3 separate regions of the Sus scrofa genome follow, and regions 2 and 3 are each linked to region 1. Evidence: chromatin contacts called from public Hi-C data. All regions are on one chromosome and are shown on one strand. Each heading gives the region's core, a stretch centred on a gene start, on an enhancer-like site or on the middle of the called end of the contact. The rest is flanking DNA. Distances are from core to core; before and after follow the strand shown.

Region 1 (4,539 bases), core at 1,493-3,992:
GGCATCTGATGGAGGCTTGTGGGAAAGATCTGGAAAATGGGTACCTAGGGCCCTTATATGGGTGATTCCCAGAGAATCTAAACTCTCATATTAAATCACACTCACCCTTTAACATTTTAGTGGTTCTCGAGTTCTGCTTTTTTTTTTCTTTTTTTCTTTTTTTTTTCTTTTTAGGGTTGCACCTGTGGCATATAGAAGTTCCCAGGCTACCGGTTGAATTGAAGCTGTAGCTGCTGGCCTATACCACAACCACAGCAGCACTGGATCTGAGCCGCATCTGCGACCTACACCACAGCTCATGGCATCCTGGATCCTGAACCCATGGGGCGAAGCCAGGGGTTAAACCCACATCCTCATGGATACTAGTCAGATTCATTTCCGCTGGGCCACAGTGAGAACTCCAGTCCGGCTTTCATAACTCCCGCCTCTCCCTCCACTCACGGCTAAAGGCAAACAGTTCCATATTCCCACTGCTCCTTGGATGAGCTTATCCTCTGCAATTCAGTCCCTTTGGTTGAATTCCAATCCCAGATCTCTAATGGGCCTTTAAAAAGTTATGATTTTCTGGATTATCCAGATTGCTCCCACTGTTAGGGTGGGGCCGGAATTCTCCTGTGACTTATCTGCACTTTAGGAGGAAGCTAACTGATTTTTCCTCTCCCTACCACACCACCCTCTGTTCCCGTTCTCTGACATGTTTTTCTTCATAATACTTAAAACTATCATTATATTATATTTATTTATTGCCCATCTCCCTTCCCAGAATATAAATTCCAGTAAGTCAGAATATTTGCTTGTGTTGTCCATGTCTGTATCTCTGGCACATAATAGAAACTCAATAAAAACTGTTGATTAAGGGCTTTTGCACACATGCCAAAGACGTGTTCTCCACTATCTTGCCGTGTCGTGTTTTTGCAAGAATGTACTTCCTTTGAAGCTATTCTCTCTCCCTTGTTCTGCCATATTTTTCACGTCTCATTCAGATTATGTTCTTATCCTCCTTTTAATCAGGCAAATCTGTTTGTACTCCGTCTCTCCATATGCCCCAACAACAAAGCAGTGGGGCTTGTCCAGGGGGCTGCTGTCTGTTCACCCTTAATGTAGTGTATCTTGGCTCTCAGACCCACAGCTGGCTGGCAGCTGGTTGTGCCAGTCCCATTCTTCATCCTCACAGGCTGTCATCCAGTGCCTCTCTGGCCTACTGCAGAAGCCCCTCCCCGGCTCCCTACCCTAAGGCTTGAGTGGGTCTTGGTGGTCGGGGCTAATGTGTGCCTCACAGATAACAGACTTTGTATTTCATAGCCTCACAGCCCCCATTCTGCCTCCTCATGTGTTTGGTGGTGGCTCTTCTTGGCTCTTGCTCTTGTTTTTTATAATTTTTTTTTTAGGACCACACCTGTGGTATATGGAGGTTCCCAGGCTAGGGGTCCAGTCAGAGCTACAGCTGCCAGTCTACACCACAGCCACAGCCATGCCAGATCCTAGCTGTGTCTATGACCTACACCACAGCTCACAGCAACTGCGGATCCTTAACCCGCTGATGGAGGCCAAGGGTCTAACGTGCATCCTCACGGATGCTCGTCAGATTTGTTAACCACTGATCCATGACAGGAACTCCTGTTTTAATAATTTTTACTCTTCACTGCATTTGGAGGAGGTGGTTGTAGGAAGGAAATTGGGAAGCGGGGAATTGGTCAGTGCTCTGTCTGCCTCAGGGCTCAGCACAGGAGTGAATGCCCCACTTCTCTGTTGGTTCTAGGCCATGTTACTGCTCTAAGAGCCCCACATCTGGCAACAGAACCAGTGCCTTCTCCTATCTTTTATAAGGTGATTCTTTTTCATAAAACTGGATTTACTATATCTCAGAACCCTGTCTTGTTTTTGTTTCGTTTCCTTAAATCAGATCCAAATGTGTTACAATTCATGCTCATTTCTGCCTGACCCTGGCATAAGGCATAGTGACTTTTCCGCTGGCATCCTTGGTGAGACTGCATTAAGACATTGCTAGCAGGACATCATGTTGAATGAGACCTCCTGCCCCTACTGTTTTCAAGGTCGAAGCTCTTATGATGAGGGAAATTCAAGTTCATCAAAGATGCTACTGAATTAGAAGAAACTTTTTCTCATGGGCTAGTTTTTAAATGAATTAATAATAGAATTACTACTACTATCTCTTGGTGACCCCCAATATATTTTGTAAAAAAAAGGAACACAAACAAACTCATAATTCAAATGGTTTGTGATCATTCTTCCATATCACCATGCCAATAACCTTACCCTACGGGGTGTCATTTAGTTCCTTATCATTCAAAACCATTTTCTCCATCATTTAACTGTTAGTTTAAATAATAATCCTGGATTGGAGAATGGAGGTATTTGAGAAAACATAAAGTATGATAGTAAAACAACCTCACTTATTCTGAAGGAAGTCTGAAGGTTAAACAATAGTTGCCTTAATTTAGTTACTCTTGTGTTATCTCAAGGAAAAATTGATTAAAGTAGATGTTCACACTTTTTATCCCCTGAAACTTTAACTTCATTGGGAAAATGGTTCTGAGGGTGGTGAGAATGTTGACTAATTGGCTTGTCATCCCCAAATGGGATTACACCACTTCTGAATCAGAATTTCCTGCTATTGCAACATGTTTTTTCTTCATCCTTTTTTTTTCCCCCCTTGAAACAATCCATTTGGGTTCATTACATGGCCATTTGTTAGTCTGGGGCATTGTCCTTGTTTGTGACTCCAGTGAAGTCATAGTAGGCTGGGTCTGTTTGTCCATACAGAGTCAGTGCGAGATCCTGCAGCTGCTCAGGGAAGGAGGCAGTGCGAGGGGGCACCCTGATATTTTAACCCCAAATCCTGCTTTCCCAAAGTCATGGGGAATTCTCATGTTAATCATCAAGAAGACTTGCTCAGCTTTGGTTTGCGTACTGCCTATGTAGACATCGACCTATCTAACTTTAAAAAAAAAACAAAACTTTTTATGGAAGTGTAATATTCTCAGAGAACATGCACAGATCCTAAGTGTGTGATGAGATGAGCTTTTGCAAACCAAGGGCACCTGCATAACCAGTACTCAGGTCAAGAAGCAGAGCATGACCAGCGCCCTCTTCTCGACTGTGCCCTCTTCCTTTATTTAAATTTGTAATTTATGTGACTTGATATTTATATATTGCATTATCTAGAAATCATGCCCTTCCTTACCATGGTCGACCATTCTCCTGTTTTGCTTGTTTTGATATTTTATGTAAGTGGAATTATACATAATGTATTATTTTCTGTCTGGCTTTGATTCTTCGCTATGTTCATGAGATTCATGCATTTATCATGTTTCTTCATCCCCACTGCTGTGTAATGTTCCAGGGGTCAGTACAATACATTGTTATTCTGTTGCTGACAGGTATTTGAATAGTTTTCTTGGGGCGGGGCAGGGGCGGGATTGATGCTATTACGAATAGTCCTTGAATGTTCTGGTACATCCTTTCTGGTGAAAGCAGCCGCACACATCCATTCCTGTTGGTGTGTAGCTGGGAGGAGAATTGCTGGGTCCCGGGGTGTGTATGTGTTCAGATTTAGCAGCTAAGCTATTTCCAGGGTGATTGTAAGTATTTATACTCACACTCAATGTTTGAGTACTCTCGGTGCTCCATCTCCTCACCAATATTTTGTGTCTTTTTCCATTTCGTTATTCCAATGGATATGCACTGAATGGGGTTTCATTTATATTTCCTTGATGGTAATGAATCTGAGCAACTTTTAGTATGATTACTAGTGATTTGTGTATCTGTTTTTGTGAATTGTCTTTTCAAGTCTTTTGCCCATTTGTCTATCACTGGACTCTCTTTTCATTACTGTTTCATAGGAGTTCTTTACATAATCTGGCTGTGGGACCTTCACTGAATATAAATATTATAAATATTTTCTCCTCCTCTGTGAGTTGCCTTTTCACTCCTCAGTGGAGTCTTTTGATGAACAAGTATTCCTAATATTTTAAAAGTCCAATTTATTATTCTTTTCTTTTATAGCTTGCACTTTTTGTGCCCAGTTTAAGAAACCTTTGCCTATTGCCAGTGACAGAGCTGTTCTAAGATTTCCTCTAACATCTTTATTTAAATTTGCAATTTATGTGACTTGATATTTATATATTGCATTATCTAGAGATCAAGAGACATACTTTCAATGTGGATAACCTGTTAACCCAGCATCATTTTACTTGGTTTTTACTTTGTTTAAAAGATGTCTATAAAATTTAGTCTCCTTGAAAAAGCACAATAATTAAAAAAAATTAATTACCGTTCTCACTTTTTCACTTGAATGCAATTTAACACATGTTTATTATTTGTCTGCTGGAATTTGAGACAGTTGAGAATATGGTTAAGATTTTGAGATCCATTTTTATGTCATTTAGGTTTTAAGCACTCTAATGACGTTGTCAAACATCCATCAGTAATAAACCATTTTTCTTTAGGACCTAAAATTATATTAATAAAGAGAGGGACAAGGTGGGATATTTTATTACTATTACAATGATCTTATAC
Region 2 (4,539 bases), core at 614-3,113, 380 kb before region 1:
ATGAATGGTCTTGACGGTCTTCCAGGCACTGAATCAGAATTTTCTCTATTTTTAGTGCAAACACCATAGAGGTTTGGGTTGAATCATTTTGTCAGGATACTAGTTTTCATCATCCTGAAGCTGTAAGGCCTAGATCACCATCTGTTCCCTCTATTTTCTTTCCTTTTCTTTCTTTCTTTCTTTTCTTTCTTTCTTTCTTTCTTTCTTTCTTTCTTTCTTTCTTTCTTTCTTTCTTTCTTTCTTTCTTTCTTTCTCTTTCTTCCTTCCTTCCTTCCTTCCTTTCTTCCTTTCTTCCTTTCTTTCTTCCTTTCTTCCTTTCTTCCTTTCTTCCTTTCTTTCTTTCTTCCTTTCTTCCTTTCTTCCTTCCTTCCTTCCTTCCTTCCTTCCTTCCTTCCTTTCTTTCTTTCTTTCTTTCTTTCAAGGGCCACACCTCCAGCATATGGAAGTTCTCAGGCTAGGGGTCTAATTGGAGTTGCAGCTGCTGGCCTGCACCACAGCCACAGCAATGCGGGATCCAAGCCGCATCTGTGACCTGCACCACAGCTCATGGCAACGCCGGATCCTCAACCCACTGAGTGAGGCCAGGGATCGAACCTGCGTCCTCATGGATCCTAGTCAGGTTGGTTATTGCTGAGCCATGATGGGAACTCTGCTTTCCTGCATTTTCTATCCTTAAGGAGTTTTATTTCCTCTTAGGGATTTTGTATGAAGGAAATTGGTATCACCAGGTCTCTGAGTGGCTTTTTTTGGGTCATGGAGCCTGGGGTTTGGGTAGAGGAAGTGGCAGCAGCTGATACTGGAAATGCGGGTGAAGCGATATGGTAGAAGGATGTCTTTCAAAGCTAAAGAGTTTTTATTTCATCCTATAGGTGACGGAAAGCCAATAAGGGATTTTTGGCAGGGGAGTAATTATAGCCACGTTTAAGAATGTACACACTACTATGTATAGAATGGATAACTGGCAAGGACCTGCTGTATAGACCAGAAGAATCTACTCAGTATTCTGTAATAACCTATATGAGAAAAGAGAATGAATATATATATGTCTGGTTCACTTTGCTGTATTCCTGAAAGCAATACAACATTGTAAGTCAACTATACCCAATGACTTTTTTTTTTTTTTTTTTTTTTTGTCTTTTTGCCTTTTCTAGGGCCGCTCCTGTGGCATATGGAGATTCCTAGGCTAAGGGTCGAATCAGAGCTGGAGCTGCCGGCCTACACCAGAGCCACAGCAACGAGGGATCCGAGCTGCATCTGCCACCTACACCCAGCTCTCGGCAATGTCAGATCCTTAACACACTGAGCTAGGCCAGGGATTGAACCCTCAACCTTGTGATTCCTAGTCGGATTCATTAACCACTGCACCATGACAGGAACTCCCTATACCCAATAACATTTTTTTAAAAAGAAAGGAAAGAAAAAAAAAGAGTGATCCCTCAGCATACAGTAGATTCAAAGACAAAGACTTGAGGGTGGCTTAGCCCTTGTAATAGTCCAGACCCAGCGTGTTGAGGTGGCTGCAGTTTGGGGACCGGAGAAGAAGACGTGGAGTTGGAAACAAATGTGTATCTTGCCTGCCTTCCAGGCATTGTGGGGATAGAAAACTCCCAGCAGGGCGCCTTCTCTTCTGGGAAGAGCGGCCTCCCTTATGGAGCCAATTTAGCACTGTTTCCATGGCTGAATGAGGCATAGAGCAGAAACTGCCTTTCTGGTCTGTAGTCCGTTTTCCTCCTTGTTGTACCGGGTTGCTTTCCACCACTTCCCTTTGCTCTCCTGGATGCGCATCTTGCATCAGCTAAGGGAGAAAGGTCTGAAAGACCAGCTTTGTTTTTCTTGCAGCTTGTACTCTGAGCCCTGTTAGCCAACAGTGTTGGTGCTGCCTCACAGAGATGGCCAGTCCCGGATTAAGCCACCTCCTTAGGAAACCCCCCCATCAGGCAGCACCTCTTCGCTCCAGGCTCTGCCTCTGCATGTTTCTTCTCAGGTCCTTTGTCCAGTGGCTGTGTCTCCTCAAGCCCATTGTTCAGGGTGTGTTGGGGTTTTCTGCTTAGGGAGGCAAGGCACAGTTGACTGGGTGTAGAAGCAGTGGTCCTGAGTCTCCCCTGTTCTTGGCTTTTGAGAGATGCACGTCTTGCCCCCGGCCCCCCAGGAATGTTAGTGCAGAAGTCATTTCTCTCCCCAGGTGTGTCAACTGCAGCCACCCTTTATGCACCGACGGTGGCATCTTCACCAAAGGAATTGTCACGCTTGCAAAGGTGTTTTTTGGTTTCAAAAGAAAGAGATTGGAGATGATCTTGGCGTGTTACCTGCTGCAGAGTGGAAAGGAGCCTGCTTAGTCTTATGACGTTGGACTCTATGGAAGGATGGATATTGGTCATTCCCAAGCTTGGTCCTCCTGATGTCAGAGCAGGAGGTAACTTTTAGTGTGATGTCGTTATTATTTGCACCACTCGGATGATGGGGGAACAAATCCTTGTAGCTGCCTTTGTGCACATGAAACATCCCATCAGCCCCTAGAGCGAGCCCCACAGAGCTGGAGCAGCTGAGAGTGAGCCAGATTCTCTGGAGGCGTCCTGACCCCCAGTCTCGGAGTAATTCAGGCTCCCCAGCTTCCTCCTAAGAAGCCGATTGTCCTGAAAAAGTCAGTTGCCCCTCTAGCCACCGCATGTGGTTGCATGTGAGGTGGCCAGAATTCCTTAGGAAGATGATTTTTTTGCCCAGTCTGCCGGTTGCTGTGACAGACGCCTCAGGCCAACAACCCGGTCACCTCATGAATAGAAATTCAGTTTATGAATAGGCGTCAAAGATCTTCGTGTGGCTCATGCTGCCGTAAACTTTTTTGACCCAAGCCAAGAGGAAAATGAAAGCCATTCAGTGTTAAGAAAAAAGCAAACAGGTTTCTGCTTTTAAGTCTCAAGGTTGCTTAAGTAGGTGCCGTGCCATGTGTGTGTGGGACGGGTGGGACCAATGATCTCCCACCCTTTGGATGGAAAGATCTTAACTGTAGGAGTCCTGGAGGCCTTGTAAAACACGTTACCTCTGCAGCCTGAGTCAAAGGCCAATTTGTTTTAGGAAATTTCAGTCGGAAAATATTTACTGAGTCCCCGTGCACACTGAGAGGGGCAGGGAGCACACCCAGGTCACTGAGGGCCTGCCTTCACCTGCAGAAGAGCAAGAGCAAATAGACCTGAAATGATGAAAAATAAAAGAGGTTGTTTTAAACTGTTCATAGGCTCCAAAATCCAAAATAGTAGTTTGTGGAGTTCCCGTCGTGGCGCAGTGTTAATGAATCTGACTAGGAACCATGAGTTGCAGATTGGATCCCTGGCCTTGCTCAGTGGGTTAAGGATCAAGCTGTGGTGTAGGTCGCAGACGTGGCTCGGATCCCGCATTGCTGTGCTGTGGTGTAGGCCGGTGGCTACAGCTCTGATTTGACCCTTAGCCTGGGAACCTCCATATGCCATGGGAGCGGCCCTAGAAGAGGCAAAAAAAAAAAAAAAAAAAAATAGTGGTTTGTTACAGGGGACAGGTAAGGGCTAGAGAAGTCAGAGCCTGTTTTATAGATAAGATTTGAGAGAAAGCACAAGAGGAGAGGGTCCTATAGCTGAAGTTTACAGAACAGGAGTTCCGTTGTGGCTCAGCAGGTGAAGAACCCGACTGGTATCTGTGAGGACAGGGGTTCAATCCCGGGCCTCGCTCAGTGGGTTAAGGATCTGGTATTGCCGTGAGCTGTGCTATAGGTCGCAGATGCGGCTCAGATCTGGTGTTGCTGTGGCTGTGGTGCAGGCCGGCAGCTGCAGCTCCGACTGGACCCCTAGCCTGGGAGCCTTCATATGCCACGGGTGTGGCCCTAAAAAGCAGAAATTCACAGGGCAAAGTTTAATACCAGCAGGACCACAAAAAGCCCAAGTGGCACTTACTGAGCATCTCCTATACACCAGGTACTGTGATTATAGGGAGTCGGGGTGGCTTGAAGATATATGAGATACAGTCCCCACCCTCAAAGGGGCTGAAAGTCTAGTGGGATCAGTGATGCCAATGGGCTTGGGAATTACAGCCTGGGATGGTGTGAGCCTTAGAGACCCGTATCCAGCAGAAGGGCCTCAGATGGCAGAGTTAAGCTCTGACTCTTCTAGCAGAAAAGTCCCAGCATACTCTTGGCTTGAGGTGGCCCCTCAGAGCCTGCAGGCCAGGCCACTGGGAAACCAGTCCCTAAGGTCTCAGTTCTCAAAATGTGCTGATACGGTTGCTGCAACAAAGTGGATGCCTGTACCTTCCTGCACATGGGTTCAGATTGAGGCCACTGGAGCCTCTCCACCCAGAAGCCAAAATCTGAGTGAGGAAAGTGATGCTGGGTTGGGAGGTGGCCCCATCATGCCAGGCCCAGTGAGAGCTGGAACAGGAGGCTTTATTTTAAGATGAAATCAAATGAAAGACACTGTAGGAAGGGAAACATTTTTTATCATTCTTGTTAGAAACAAATATTCAATTCGGTTTTGTGTGTGTGTGTCTTTTCTAGGGCTGCACCCATGGCTTATC
Region 3 (4,539 bases), core at 974-3,473, 300 kb before region 1:
GGGGGGGCGGGGCAATCCTCCCAGTCAGTGAAGTCCCATATGTCAGAACACCAAGAATATAGAAGACAAGAAGCTATAGTTACTATTATACCATATATCAGTATCAGGGAAGATTCTGATTGGCCTTGTTTGGGTCATCTTACCTCTTGTAGTTTGGGTGTGGAGTGTGGGGTAATGAATGGGACTGTGATTGACAGTCAGTCTAGAACAGAGGATAACCCTAAAGAAAATCAGAAAGTGGAAAGTATACTGGGAAGCCCAAAACTATAGCTGCTGTAGTCTACTGCAGATTGCCTGAGCCATTGTCCCTGAGCTGAGCATGTGGCAGTTAAATGTGGCTCTGGGCTTCTAGCCTTCAGAGAGGTTAGGGGGTTTGGTTTGGTTTTAACAGCTCACATTCTACAACATGCACTGTTCCCCGGCTTGGTGCCTTTCCTTTATCCTGCATTTCTACAAGCCTGTAGAGTTACTGAAACTCAGTGTCCACATGTAAAGTCAACATTTATGTTTTCCAATCCCCTTGACTGGGTAGAATGTTTTCTGCAGTGCCTAAAACAGAAACCTTAGATCTTTTTTTTTTTTTTTTTGTCTTTTTAGGGCTGCAACTGTGGCATATGGAAGTTCCCAGGCTAGAGGTCAAACCAGAGCCACAGCTGCTGGCCTGCACCACGGCCACAGCAATGCCAGATCTGAGCCATGTCTATGACCTACACCACAGCTCACAGGAACGCTGGATCCCTGACCCACTGAGCAAGGCAAGGGATCGAACTGGATCTCATGGGTACTAGTTGGACTCTTTTGCGCTGAGCTATGGCAAGAACTTCTTTAGCTTTTTCTTGACTCCTTTCTTTTCCCCTCTCTGAAGTCATCTATCCTTTTCTGAATCTCTCCTAGATTTATTCCTGTCTTACCCATATTTGCTGCTGACTTTCTAGTTAGGATTTTCGTCATTTTGCTAGTCTTCTTTTTAATTCACCTTTCTTATTATTGTCAGTTATATCTCACTGGGGAAAAAAAATCACCTCCTGCTTCCCAGGATAAACGCCCCAGTTATTGGAACATTACATGTAGAGAATGGTGTGTACATGGTGCAGAGGTGAATGTCTGAAGATCTAAATTCAAGTCACTTCGTGTTCTTCCTCTCCATTTCCTCAAAGGCAGTTTGTGGCTCAAATGAGAAAGTACTTGTTTGAAAATCTTTGTGAACTTAATGTTCAGATGATGGTGGTTTCTTTATTTCTCTTTCTATGCTATATTTTCAGTCTTTCTCATTTTCAGCCTTATCCCCCTTTTTGAATGAATTCCTCTCTTCCCCTATGCTTAGCCCAAATTTGCTTCTCTCTGTACTCTTCTTAAGCCTGAAATGCCCCTTCTCTTTTCTCTCCTGACAACTAGATCTTAACAATTCTTTAAACCCTGCCTGAAGTTCTGCCTCTGTTATAAAGTCCTTTTTAATTATTTGGATCACCTGTATTCTTTTTTTTTCTTATACTTCATTTTCACTACTGATTATTTACTCTTTAATTTTTGCTTATTTTTCAGTCTCCACAACATATTTTATACCTCTGAGGTAAGGAATCCCGACTTTCACTACTTCTGTACCGTGCTTATTGCTAATCATATAGTTTAAAATAAATAGTTGGTAATTGATTAATTGTAAATTGGGGGAAAGCACTAATCTGCAATAATTGCACTTTGGATATGCTTTGTGAGCATCTCTTTTCCTCATAGGAAGAAATAATTGTGGATTGTTTAGACTGACAGATGCAGAAACAATTTAGCCCAAATTGACAAACCGTTATGGGTTCTGGAACATATGGCAAGTGTTGAATAAAGGTTCATTTGTTCACTTATTCAGTCAACAAGTATTCATTGAGTATCCACTATTTGCCTCACCCTTTCTAGTTATTGTAATACATGCATACTATTAGACATTCAGATATTGAGAATCCAAACATGAATCTGACACGATCCTTATCCTCAGTTGGCTTTATTTAAATGACCAACAGTGACACCATTGGATGATTATAAGGCATTATAGAAAAGTAAATAATATGCTTTGGGCACACAAAGAAAGGTGCAAATTTATTCTGACTTGGATAGTTCAGGAAAGTATTCACAGAGGAGATAGTATTCAGAAAGAAAAATGAAGTGGGCAGGGAGGTAGCTTTGACATCCATGTTTGCTTTTGAACTTTACACAGTGTGTTGTTAAAAATTAACATGCTGTGGAGATTCCACTTCTGGGAGATGGAGTAGATGTACTTTTTTTCTGCTTATCCTACTAAGTACAACTAAAAAACCCCTAAAACTCTATCTATCTACCTAAATGTCTACCTAACTACTCAAACATAAGAAGGCTCGGAAAGGTGGAAAGAAGGCAAACCAGCAAGGGATATTGGGATCTGAGTTCCTTGTTTTTTTTTGTTTTTGTTTTTTTGTCACATATATCAGACTTGGAGCTGAAAAACTGGCAACTTGGAAATGCCAATGCATGCAGATGAAAAAAAAAAAAAAAACAGCAAAACAAAACCCTTACAACCCAACAGGAGCCTGCTCTCTCTCATCAAAGGACGGGGAAGGGCATAGTCTAACAAGATAGAAAACCTTTAGAAAGTAATCACTCTACTCCAGTTAAACATTACAGAAAAAAAATGTAGCCCACTTGACCCATGCCAACAAAGACTGAGTGGGTAGCTTAGATTTATTCCATCATAAGGCTGCTACAGGTATCTCGACATGCTTGCCCCAACCATACTTGGAGAGTAAGTAGAGACCACATGAGGGGCTAAAACTATGACCCATTTGGCAATAATGTACCCCTCCCCTTTCTGCTTGCAAGGTATCAGAGGAGATATCCTGGAGAATCAGGACTTTTCACAATTGTCAGTGGTAATAAGACCATCTCGCTACATAGTCAGTGGAGACCATGTGGAGTATTTGAAACTCCCACTGTCATTCAGAATTTATAAGGAGACCCCTCTGAGTATCAGTGCCAAGTGGGGAACCTGAAATGCTACCTCCACTGGCAGTGTTGTGGTAGCAGCACCTCCTATCCCCTTCTCTTCCTGTAGAGGTATCAGAGGAAACCAGCCAAAATAGAAGGTTTAAAGAAGATCCAGAGTCTTCTAACTTAATACAACAATGTTTGTGTTTCATTTGAAAATCACTTGTCATAATAGAGGAACCAGTGAGATCTCAAACTGAATGAAAAAGAAAATCAATAGATGTCAACACCAAGATGCTGAAGATTTTAGAATTATCTGACAAAGACTTTAAAGCAGCCAGATAAAAATGCTTTAATGAGCGATTACAAACATGCTTGAAACAAGTGAAAAAATAGCCTCAGCAGAGAAATAGAAGATATAAAGAAAAATCAAATGGAAATTTTGTATATGAAAAATACTATAAACAAAATGAATATCTCAGTGAAAGCTCTTAATAGCAAAATGGAGGTGACAGAAGAACAAATTTATAAAAAGGATGATAGAGCAATAGAACTGTGCAATCTGACCAACAGACAAAATATAGACTTGAAAAAAAATGAACAGAATCTCAGGGAGTTGTTGTACTATAAGAAAAGATCTAACATTTCAGGAGAGGAGAAAGAAATCAGAGTTGAAAAAACTCTCAAAGAAATAATGGCTGCAAACTTTCCAAAGAGACATAAATACAGAGATTTAAGAAGCTGAGCAAACTTCAAACAGGATAAACTCTGCCAACACACAGCATGATTAAACTTCTGAAAACTAAAGACAAAGGGAAAAAACCTTGAAAGCAGCCAGAGCAAAATAACACCTTATCTATGGCAAAACATGATTAGACTTGAGAGTAGATTTCTAATCAGACACCATGGAGGCCAGAAGATGTGGCACAATATTTTTAGGTACTAAGACAAAATAATTGTCAACTTTGATATTATGTCTAGCAAACATATCCGTCAAGAATAAAGGGAAAATCAAGACATTCTCAGGTAAAAGGAACAACTTGGAGCAGACCTACTCTAAAAGAATGGCTAAAAGAAGTTCTCTAAAAAGGAAATGATAAACGAAGGAACATTAGGAACATTAAGGAAAGAAAGAATATAGTAAACAGATACATCAGTAAACACAATTGGCTTTTGTTTTCCTCTTGAGTTTTCTTAATTATGTTTGATGGTTGAAGTGAAAACTGTAACACTCTCTAAATGTGATTCTAAATGTATGTAGAGAGAATATTTAAGAAAACTATGCTATAAACATATGACATAACTATATATATATATAATGTAACACCTAGAGCAATCAGTAAAAAGCTATGCAAAGAGATATACTTGAAATCACCACATATAAGTCAAAGTGGAATTCTAAAAAATATCGAAGTAACCCACAGGCAGACAGGGAAAAAACAAACAAACAGAAAAACAAAAAAGTGGAGAGGAAAAAATAGAAAACAAAAAGTAAAACGGCAGGCTTAAGTTTGAATATATTGATAACTGCATTAAATGTAAATGGTGTAAATAAATCAATTAAAAAGCAGATTGGCAGAGAGGATTAAAAAA

The links. Hi-C and Micro-C count contacts between places; a contact is called where the count stands out from the background.
Region 2: a contact with region 1 is called in a Hi-C map of liver, with 7 times the contacts expected there. The contact joins two enhancer-like sites. A contact is called at or near these places in 1 of 47 Hi-C or Micro-C datasets (liver) and 1 of 2 datasets of contacts at active chromatin or transcription factors (alveolar macrophages).
Region 3: a Hi-C map of liver shows a contact between it and region 1, with 6 times the contacts expected there. The contact joins two enhancer-like sites. A contact is called at or near these places in 1 of 47 Hi-C or Micro-C datasets (liver) and 1 of 2 datasets of contacts at active chromatin or transcription factors (alveolar macrophages).

The regions. Positions count from the first base shown.
Region 1 is chr4:39,643,209-39,647,747 of Sscrofa11.1, reverse strand. The region is part of intron 3 of CPQ (carboxypeptidase Q); the gene reads left to right. Among named protein-coding and RNA genes, the nearest start is that of CPQ, 210 kb to the left of the region's middle. Within about 2 kb of position 2,742, at least 9 of the 83 cell types and tissues checked have an H3K27ac peak or open chromatin away from gene starts, as enhancers often do. A contact at or near this core is called in liver, where this site is marked.
Region 2 is chr4:40,019,670-40,024,208 of Sscrofa11.1, reverse strand. The region is part of intron 1 of SDC2 (syndecan 2); the gene reads left to right. Among named protein-coding and RNA genes, the nearest start is that of SDC2, 110 kb to the left of the region's middle. Within about 2 kb of position 1,863, at least 3 of the 83 cell types and tissues checked have an H3K27ac peak or open chromatin away from gene starts, as enhancers often do. A contact at or near this core is called in liver, where this site is marked.
Region 3 is chr4:39,942,500-39,947,038 of Sscrofa11.1, reverse strand. No RefSeq gene overlaps it. Among named protein-coding and RNA genes, the nearest start is that of CPQ, 89 kb to the right of the region's middle. Within about 2 kb of position 2,223, at least 3 of the 83 cell types and tissues checked have an H3K27ac peak or open chromatin away from gene starts, as enhancers often do. A contact at or near this core is called in liver, where this site is marked.